3 separate regions of the Mus musculus genome follow, and all the other regions are linked to region 1. The links are chromatin contacts, called in public Hi-C maps. All regions are on one chromosome and are shown on one strand. Each heading gives the region's core, a stretch centred on a gene start, on an enhancer-like site or on the middle of the called end of the contact. The rest is flanking DNA. Distances are from core to core; before and after follow the strand shown.

The links. A called contact is a pair of places that touch in the nucleus more often than the background predicts.
Region 2: a contact with region 1 is called in a Hi-C map of cerebellum, with 2.7 times the contacts expected there. The contact joins two enhancer-like sites. A contact is called at or near these places in 4 of 484 Hi-C or Micro-C datasets (cerebellar granule neurons and cerebellum).
Region 3: a contact with region 1 is called in a Hi-C map of cerebellum, with 1.6 times the contacts expected there. The contact joins two enhancer-like sites.

The regions. Positions count from the first base shown.
Region 1 is chr2:41,978,962-41,981,827 of GRCm38.p6, reverse strand. The region is part of intron 2 of Lrp1b (low density lipoprotein-related protein 1B); the gene reads left to right. Among named protein-coding and RNA genes, the nearest start is that of Mir6336, 470 kb to the left of the region's middle. Within about 2 kb of position 1,392, at least 23 of the 459 cell types and tissues checked have an H3K27ac peak or open chromatin away from gene starts, as enhancers often do. A contact at or near this core is called in cerebellar granule neurons and cerebellum, where this site is marked.
Region 2 is chr2:41,469,403-41,472,268 of GRCm38.p6, reverse strand. It overlaps Lrp1b (low density lipoprotein-related protein 1B), which reads left to right. Exons shown (of 91, transcript NM_053011.2): 13 at 1,108-1,327. Among named protein-coding and RNA genes, the nearest start is that of Gm30138, 180 kb to the right of the region's middle. Within about 2 kb of position 1,443, at least 33 of the 459 cell types and tissues checked have an H3K27ac peak or open chromatin away from gene starts, as enhancers often do. A contact at or near this core is called in cerebellar granule neurons and cerebellum, where this site is marked.
Region 3 is chr2:41,533,364-41,536,229 of GRCm38.p6, reverse strand. All of the region lies in intron 7 of Lrp1b (low density lipoprotein-related protein 1B), which reads left to right. Among named protein-coding and RNA genes, the nearest start is that of Gm30138, 240 kb to the right of the region's middle. Within about 2 kb of position 1,444, at least 2 of the 459 cell types and tissues checked have an H3K27ac peak or open chromatin away from gene starts, as enhancers often do. A contact at or near this core is called in cerebellum, where this site is marked.

The DNA.
Region 1 (2,866 bases), core at 143-2,642:
GTGCTCTCACATGGATGCCTAAGTGTGTGTGTATGTATGTATACATCAGACATTGACATTGAATGCCTTCTTTAATCAGTTTCTTTGTATTTATGAATAGAAGATCTCTCCATGAACCCTGGGGAATCTCAGAATTGAAAATGGTAGGCATTGCGACAGCTCCCTACCAAATTACCTGATACAGAACACATAAGCATGTGACATAAATAAGAGCTCCCTGGGACTAAACCACCAATCCAAGAAAACACATGGTGGGCTGTAGCTGCATATGTAGCAGAGGATGGCCTAGCCGGCCATCAATGGGAGTAGATGCTCTTAGTTCTGTGAAGATTCTATTCCCCAGTATAGAGGAATGCCAGGGCCAGGAAGTGGGAGTGGGTGGGTTGGGGAGCAGGGGGAGGGGTAAGGGGATAGGAGATTTTTTTGGAGGGGAAACTAGGAAAGGGGATAACATTTGACATGTAAATAAAGAAAATATCTAAAAAAAAAAAAATCCAAAAAACTGAAAGTTCTCTATGCTAATGAGGTATCTAGAGAGACCCAGAGTGGTCAGCCAATGAGCTTCCTTTCCTGGACATTCTTTCCTGCAACCTTTCTTGGTTCATCCTGAGTACGATTTATGCATTCACATCTGCCATCAAAATAAAACAGTTTAGACAAGCAAGGACCTTCTCTTTTATCAAAAACCACGTGGGGTGTGAAGAGTCGGGGTGAGGCTTCTTAGTAAAGATCCATGCCTAAATCTCCCAGAGAAGCCTTCTCTTTTCCAACCCCTACACAACTTATCACTCACTTAGAGGCCTCCATCCTGGGATCAGCCTTCTCCTTCCTACCTGGTGGTTATAAGCCCGAAGAAGAAGCATGGAGCTGTGGACTCCCATTCCCAACTCCCAGCAATAAGCTGAAGGCACATGAGTACATGGGAGAATGGGAACCACACCATCTGGCTCAGACTCTGCTGTTTCTCATCCAGGAAACGCAGAGTGGGAATCCTGTTAAGCCTGCATTCTGCCTCCCCTGAGCAGCTTGTACTCTGAGGCAGACACAGTCTGGCAGTTCCCTGAGCCTTATGAGTCATGATCAGGTGTTCTCTGCCTTCTGTTCAGCTGAAATTTTCTGCAATGATCTAGATCTCTATAACAGAGAAAAGTTTAATTGATAAGAGGTATAGCTACACTTACCTATGGGTGTAAGGATATGTGTTGAGAATGAAGTTAGGAATTATACCAGTTTATAACATGGCAGTGGGTGGTTCTCCTGTACAATCCACAAGTTTTCTAGGCCAGGGGAGTTGGCAGTGTTTCCAGTTCCAGGCCTAATTATACTCCTATTGAACAGGCCTTAAACCCAGTTAGACAAGTGTTGTGTATCAACAGGAAATGAATGTCACTAATGTGCCCTTTCTGAAGTCTTGCTATGCTGATCATTGTTGTGGTCCACAGCCATCACAGTGCAGTAGCACTATTGGTGTCTTCCCTCTCTTGTCAGCTTGCATAGAAACGTGCAGTACTTTGAAAGCTAGTCCTTAGCGAGGATGCTTTCAGGTAAGAGTGAGCTCAGATCATCAGAGTCCTTTGTCACAAGTATACTTACATGTAATATATGTAACTTAAAATATAATATAATTTTATGAGTTTTCAAGCATGCTCAGTGTTAATTTTTCCTCAGGATATAAGCTTTGTTGATAGCAATTTTTGCAACATTAATTTCTTTTTTTAAAAAAGCTTTAACCTGTCCAAATCCATCTTCAATCCTGACACTCTTGCCAGATTTTTACATACTTGAAATCTTGCCTCTGTAGGTGATTCTCCCCAGGCAAGCTTTTCTCAGTTTCAGCTACTGATTTAGAGAACAATTTCTAGATTTCAACCTCTTTCTTTCTCTTCTACAGAATGAGCATTATTTGTGGATTTTATTTAACATAGTTCCTAACAAAGGCAAGACAGAAAATCATTTTATGTAATAATCCATCTAATATATCTAATCGAGTGTTTGACATCTGTGAAAGAATGTGAGAAGTAATGGGTTAGAAGGTTTATTTCAGACCTACTCTGGAGCTTCATAAACAGACCCGAATCCACACAGAAGTTGCTAAGACTGGGAGTTCAAATATGATATTCACACAAGTATGTTTTGGGGAATGGAAATGGATAAAAGAAAAGGAAGGGATTGCATGCTTATATGGGTATCTATCTCTGGGAGAAGGATGCTTACACTCAAATGGTGTTTTAATAGAGAAGACTTCCACATTGATAAAGAAATCTTCTTGTGGGCTGGCAGATGACCCAGTGGGTAAGTATACTTGCACAGAACATTTGAGATTCCAAGTTCAAATACCTTGAAGCAACTACAACAACAATAAACAAACACACAAACAAATAAACAAACACAACTTCAATATATGTGTTCTGAGAGCCCTTACAAAGAGGCAGGGGGTAAAGACGGAAGATATAGCAGAAAACAGCAGAGAGCCAGTTGGAAAAAAATCCAAGGTTGTTGTAAAATCTCACACTTGTGTGGTGGCACATTCCCACACATGCCCACTCCAGGGAACAAGCACACATAATGCATATACATTTATATGGGCATGCATCCCACATGCAAATTTAAAAAATCCTGGTGCAGAAGATATGAATGAGTAGGACATGAGAGAGCAAGGAATCTTCACAAATGAAATTCACATTTTACCTTTAAGTAGAAAAACATAAAGTAGAGATTTCTATTACATCTGCTATTTACTTTTACCAGGTCAAAGTAAATTGTATGTCAAAGCAACACATTTAAAGTGGAAATATATAAGACATTTGTATTTTTTAGCAATGAAATAAAGTTAAAATATAAAAAATTACATCTATTAACCATCTGG
Region 2 (2,866 bases), core at 194-2,693, 510 kb after region 1:
TACACCATTTCAACAGGCAATCAAAAATCATTGTCAACGGTTAAAAAATTTTGATAAAAGCTTAATTGATATAAAATAGTAGAGGATATATTCTCAACTTCTACTTATCAATTTGAACATTTTTAAACTTCTTAGTCTCGATTCAAAATTGTTCCAAATTATGTCAGAATTATTCCCACAAAGGAGGGAAAGACATCAGGGGGCCTTTTTTAAGACCTCCAGCTTAGATAAGCATTGGTCCCTTTTCAGAGCTGTGTATGGTTGCCAAAATGAAGCCCCAGTTTAATTAATAACCCAGGAACTTTCACATGACCCTTAAACAACACATGTAGTGCGTTTCAACCTTATTCATGAGGGAATTGGAACCTTAGCTCCAGGCTCCCTCCCCCACTGTTACAGCTTACACAGATTCTTTTGTAAAGGAAGGTGTTTTGTTTGAGAGAGATGTTAAAAGCTCAAAATCACAAGGTCAGTCAACCTCCTGTTATTAAACTTATGTGCAGCTAAATCATCCTGTGTGGATCTGGGATAATAATAAGCAGCAATAAAGCATAGATAATTTGCATCAGGAAGATGAATTAGATCTGGCTAAATAAAGCCAATGTGACTGTGACCTTTAGAATAAAGGCAATCCAGTTGCCTATCTAAAAATAAAAACACTAATTCACCTGAAATTAGATAAATTCTAGAGTAGATCATTAACTGTGCTCTGGATTCTCATGTCAGCTGTCAGCCTTTTAATCACTGAGCCAAATAATACATTTTATGGAACAATATTTAAAAGTAACGCTACATAAAAATATCAGGGTTCAAAGAAAATAAATATTTGGTACTTACCACGGTTTTCATTAATGTATTAGGCAAGTCTTAGTGGCTGGTGATAAGGTTTTTTTGGTAGCCTGGGGGATGGTAGCTGGTAGTAGGTTTGCTGCAGTGAAGCTGCAAGGCTGTTTCCTTGTCTTGGCTTCCCTGAGTTAACTGTTACAGAAAGAAAAGTTTATATACAAAATATCAGCAAGCTGCTGACTTATGGAAGTACCAAATCCGAGGGTGCTTCTAGGTGGCTACTGGAGATAATGAGATAAACTCTTGTTTCTCACTTCCTAGTTGGATGTACTGGACAGACTGGAAGGAAGATAAAATAGATGACAGCGTGGGAAGGATTGAGAAAGCTTGGATGGATGGTGTCAATCGACAGGTTTTTGTGACTTCAAAGATGCTGTGGCCAAATGGCTTAACACTGGACTTTCACACCAGCACATTATATTGGTGTGATGCTTACTATGATCATATTGAGAAAGTATTTTTGAATGGAACCCACAGAAAGGTAAGAGGCAAGTGCTGCTGTTTGTAACCAGCAGGCTTCTTCCACAGAGCCTTGTTGTGCTGTGTTAAAAATACTTTCAAGTTTATTTTTACCCCTCTGAGGTGGCTGCCAATAGTCTCTGTGGGGTGGCTGAAGGAGAATGAGTATTAAGCTGTGCAGCTGGCATTGGCCTCCGGGAGGCCAGGCCCAGCTCACTGCAGTGTGCCAGGATTTGGGGGTTTTTTAAAAGAAGCCCTCCTGATAGCAGGGCTGATTTTACAATGCAGGCTTTCTACATTATTGATGGATTTTCTGTGACCGAGCAACCCCTCTCTATTTAAATATGTTCAATATTTGCAGCTGAGATTTAGACAAAGTAATTATAGTACATTCCTTTGAGTAAAGAATTTTGTGATACTGAACCTAAGATGCATTGCAGGAATGGACTGAATTTCAAAGCAGTTGGTGCAAAGAAATGATTTCGTCTTGCTTCTTTTGCTTTAATCATTGTAAAATGGTTTGGCATTGTGGGGTAATGCTGACAAGTGTTTAGTTGAGAGTAAGACACTGGCCTAATGACAAAATCATCATCTTGTTTCTTCCTCTTCAGTCACTAACAACCTAGAGCCCCATGGAATGACTTCAACTATTAGGTAAAAGGTTAAGGGTAAATGAGACATTTCCAAAACGTGTCCTTTGATCTAAGTTCCTTTCTGAATCTGAGTCTTGAGTTGTGGGGTCATCCTACTCACTAAGAATTCTTTTTGAGAAATAAATTGTACTTTCAATGGTTCAATCATTGGTTATCACAGATGATATCAACTAATTCCACCAGATAAATAAATTGATTGGTATGTTCTATGCCATATATTTCACATCTATTAACTAAATATCTATACTTCCTCAGAAGATGTTAGTATGTATACAATATATATGTACATAAATAGATTTAAGAAATATGAGTGTGTGCTAAAGTGTATACATATGTGTACACACAATGTGTATAATTTAATGCTCATCATACTTTAGGCTCTGTTATATCTCAGTCTTTCATTATAACATAAATTTAACTAGAGGATTTTATTAAAATGAGCACATTTTCAATTTTTATTTTTAAACTATGTGGATACGTTTCTTAAATTTTGAATATTGATTGATTGAGATGAAAAAAATTGCTTTCAAATACCATGCAGTAGGATTTTATAAGAGATGCAATATAAGAAGGGAGGATACGTTGGGTCTCTACTGTATTTCCTATTTATCAATTCACTGCGCAAGATGACTCTCTTCATTCTTTCATGTCAATAACAAGTGGAAGAAAATAGAATAATAATACAACATAATCAAAATTAAACCTCATTAGCAAATGTTAACTATGTAATTAACATTTTTCTCCTTTTTTGTTACTTCCTAGATCTCATCAATTTCCATTGGTACAATTGACCTAGAAAAGTCTTCACCATTCATACAGCCACTCAAACATTTCATTTCACTTGATCATTAGATGAGCAACATGTGTGTGTATAAGTGTGCATAAGTGTGAGATCGTATGTGTGTGTG
Region 3 (2,866 bases), core at 195-2,694, 450 kb after region 1:
GCATCTTTGATGACAAGGTAATCACTAGGGAGAGAAGGGAGGCAAATGTGAGGACCTTTCTAGTGTATGCAATGTACTGGATTAGACTGTACTTTTATTCCTCTGGGCTTAGAAAACACCTAGCTTGTACCAAATGAACCTGATCTTCCAGACTCTCCCTTTAAATCTCTGCTCAAGTTGCATTCTCATATATTTTCTCCTGATTCACCTGGCAGATGGTTGCTTCCACTTCGGAATTCTACTGCTTCTAAGTGTGAGTTGTCTATATGATCATTCCCTGTTCCTCTTGGTTCATTTCCTCTTGGTTCATTTCCTCCCTCTTGGTTCACCTATCTAGTTCTTCTTCATAGTATGTTGCTGCCCCCTAGTAGTACTATAAATATTTGGTGATCAAGTTAAAATTTGAGCAGGCAAATATGCATCAATCTGTACAAAAATGCTCACAAATATTTTAGCAAGATATCAGATTGTTGGTCCCCAACTTGCTTTTTTGATGTCTGGAAAGCTAATGGAAGGATGGAAAGGAAGAGTCCCGGACTGAAAAACTAGAAGCAATAGATGTGCTAGGACTCATTGTATGTCCTGGGAACCTGTCATGCCGTGCATGGCTTGGTCCTGGAAATCTGGTAGGAGTAACAGAAGAATGAAGGCACACTTACACATACAGAGAAAAGCAAGGCAAACAGACTTAGGATGAAGCTTCAGTTGTCAGTGTTTGCACAGACAGTCAACATCTGCATGCAAACTAGCAGAAAGTTTTGCTAATTTCCTGAGTCTGATATGGGGAAAGACTTTGCCACTCCCAAGAGTTTGTGCTATTTAAGATCCTTGACATATCTATGCCCATGACGTCAATACCCATTCACTCGGGAATTCACCTACTCTCCAAACATACCAGTAGATTTATTATGTAACAGATAATATCTGCAGAAACAGATGGCATAGAAATTAAGAGAACCTCTTGGACTTAAACACAACCAGAAAATCACACACACACACACACACACACACACACACACACACACACACACACACGCACGCACGCACGCGCGCACGCGCTACTAGTAGTAATAATGATATATGACAAGCTAACAGTTTTGATGTATTTTTAAATGGCTATACTTTCTTTGGCTATATGTACTGATGGGATGTTTGGAGAGAATAGTCAGGCTATTTAGTTTTACTTCACTCCTCCTTCTTTGGAGTATAAGTTGATGAATTTGCATCTCTACCACAAAACTCCTGTGTTTGCCATTAGCAGTGCTTGCATCCATTTGTACTTTCTGTACACACCAGTTTTGATGCACCATTTCAAGAACTGCCATGGAGTTTCATCTCATATCCGCAGCATTATGTGTCACTGGCAGCAATGAAGCCACTGGAGTATAGAGCAATAAGCAATATTGCCATGATTGACAGGTTTGGTGCTACGCTACTGTTTACTGAAGGAGCTTCCATTGACTTTCTGCTGAGGGCATCTGTTCTCGAAGACAAAGATGACACCTAGTTGCCACCCATGCTGGGATTTTGCTACGATCACTGAGCACTGAGACATGCTCAACAGATGATTTGTACAGCCTTTTCTTATTGCTATATTTAACTACTGAAAGTAGTATTCTGCATAATATGTGACATTACATTATATAATTTATTATTCTATCAGCTTAGAGATACCCTTAGGTGAATAACATCACTTCCCTGAGTTCGGGTCAATGTACCATTTTTACATGTGCTACTTTTTAAACATATACTTTGCAATAAAAGTTATATTAGGTATGGTACCTAAAGCAAAAAAAAAATAATAATAAAGAACAAGAAAATATTAAGAGGGAATCCAAGAGCACTGACTAATTAAAATTTAAACATGATAAACTTCAAAATGAATAATGATTTTAATAGATTATGACACATTAATTAGTAAAAAATAATGGAGTGGAAATGAAAGTAACATAAATGAACACATAAGCACATCGAGAGGGAAAGCTCTTTTGAGACAAGGCTTTCAATAATTTCCAAAAGAAAAAAATTTTGTAGTAGAAATCATCATTTCCAGTGGTTAGTATAACATTCGATACACTGAAGAATCTGTACTATAATTGCTAAAAAAACAGTGGTGAAACTGTGCTGAGGAGCAAAATAGTCAAGATATTTAAAAACTCATGCTCTGGGCTCAAAATTAACTACTGGGGAGAGATTTCCTTTCATGGAGAGACTTGGAAAATGGTGGGTTAAGCATGTCTTGTACTGTATATCATCACCTAGGAGACAACATGTTTGAGGTTCTGGCAGGTATAACTAAGATTTCTAGAAATCACAAGAATTTAATCTGATCAGGAAATAAAAAGACAAATGCAGCCTGTGTTCGTTAAATGTCTGCATCATGACAGATGTGGCTAGCAGAGAATCAATTTGCATTGAAGAAAGTGAGAACAAAAAAAATCAACAGCAATAAATGATTCTTCATAGAAACAAATTAAACAAACAATAAAGACAACTTTGACAGATGAAGAGAGAGTTCCGTGTAGAGAGTTTGCCTGACTTGTGTTTGCTCTGCAACATAAAGGAACTGTAAAAAGTAACAGACAAACCTGAACACATACAACATATTAGTAATATTGTTTTACATCTGCTAAGTGCATTGCTCTTTGTACGCTATATTTAATGATGTATTCATTGGCCATTGATGCATAACCAATGGGCTGGGTTTTCTAACCAACACGTTTGGAGCATAGAAGTCTTAAGAATAAGTCCCTGTGTACTTTGTTTTTATCTTTAGCTAACATTTGGTCCACATTATATTATTCTTACAGAATCTGTCTGTTCTCTTGTGTGCATATATTTATCAATTTCATATTCTTATATAAAT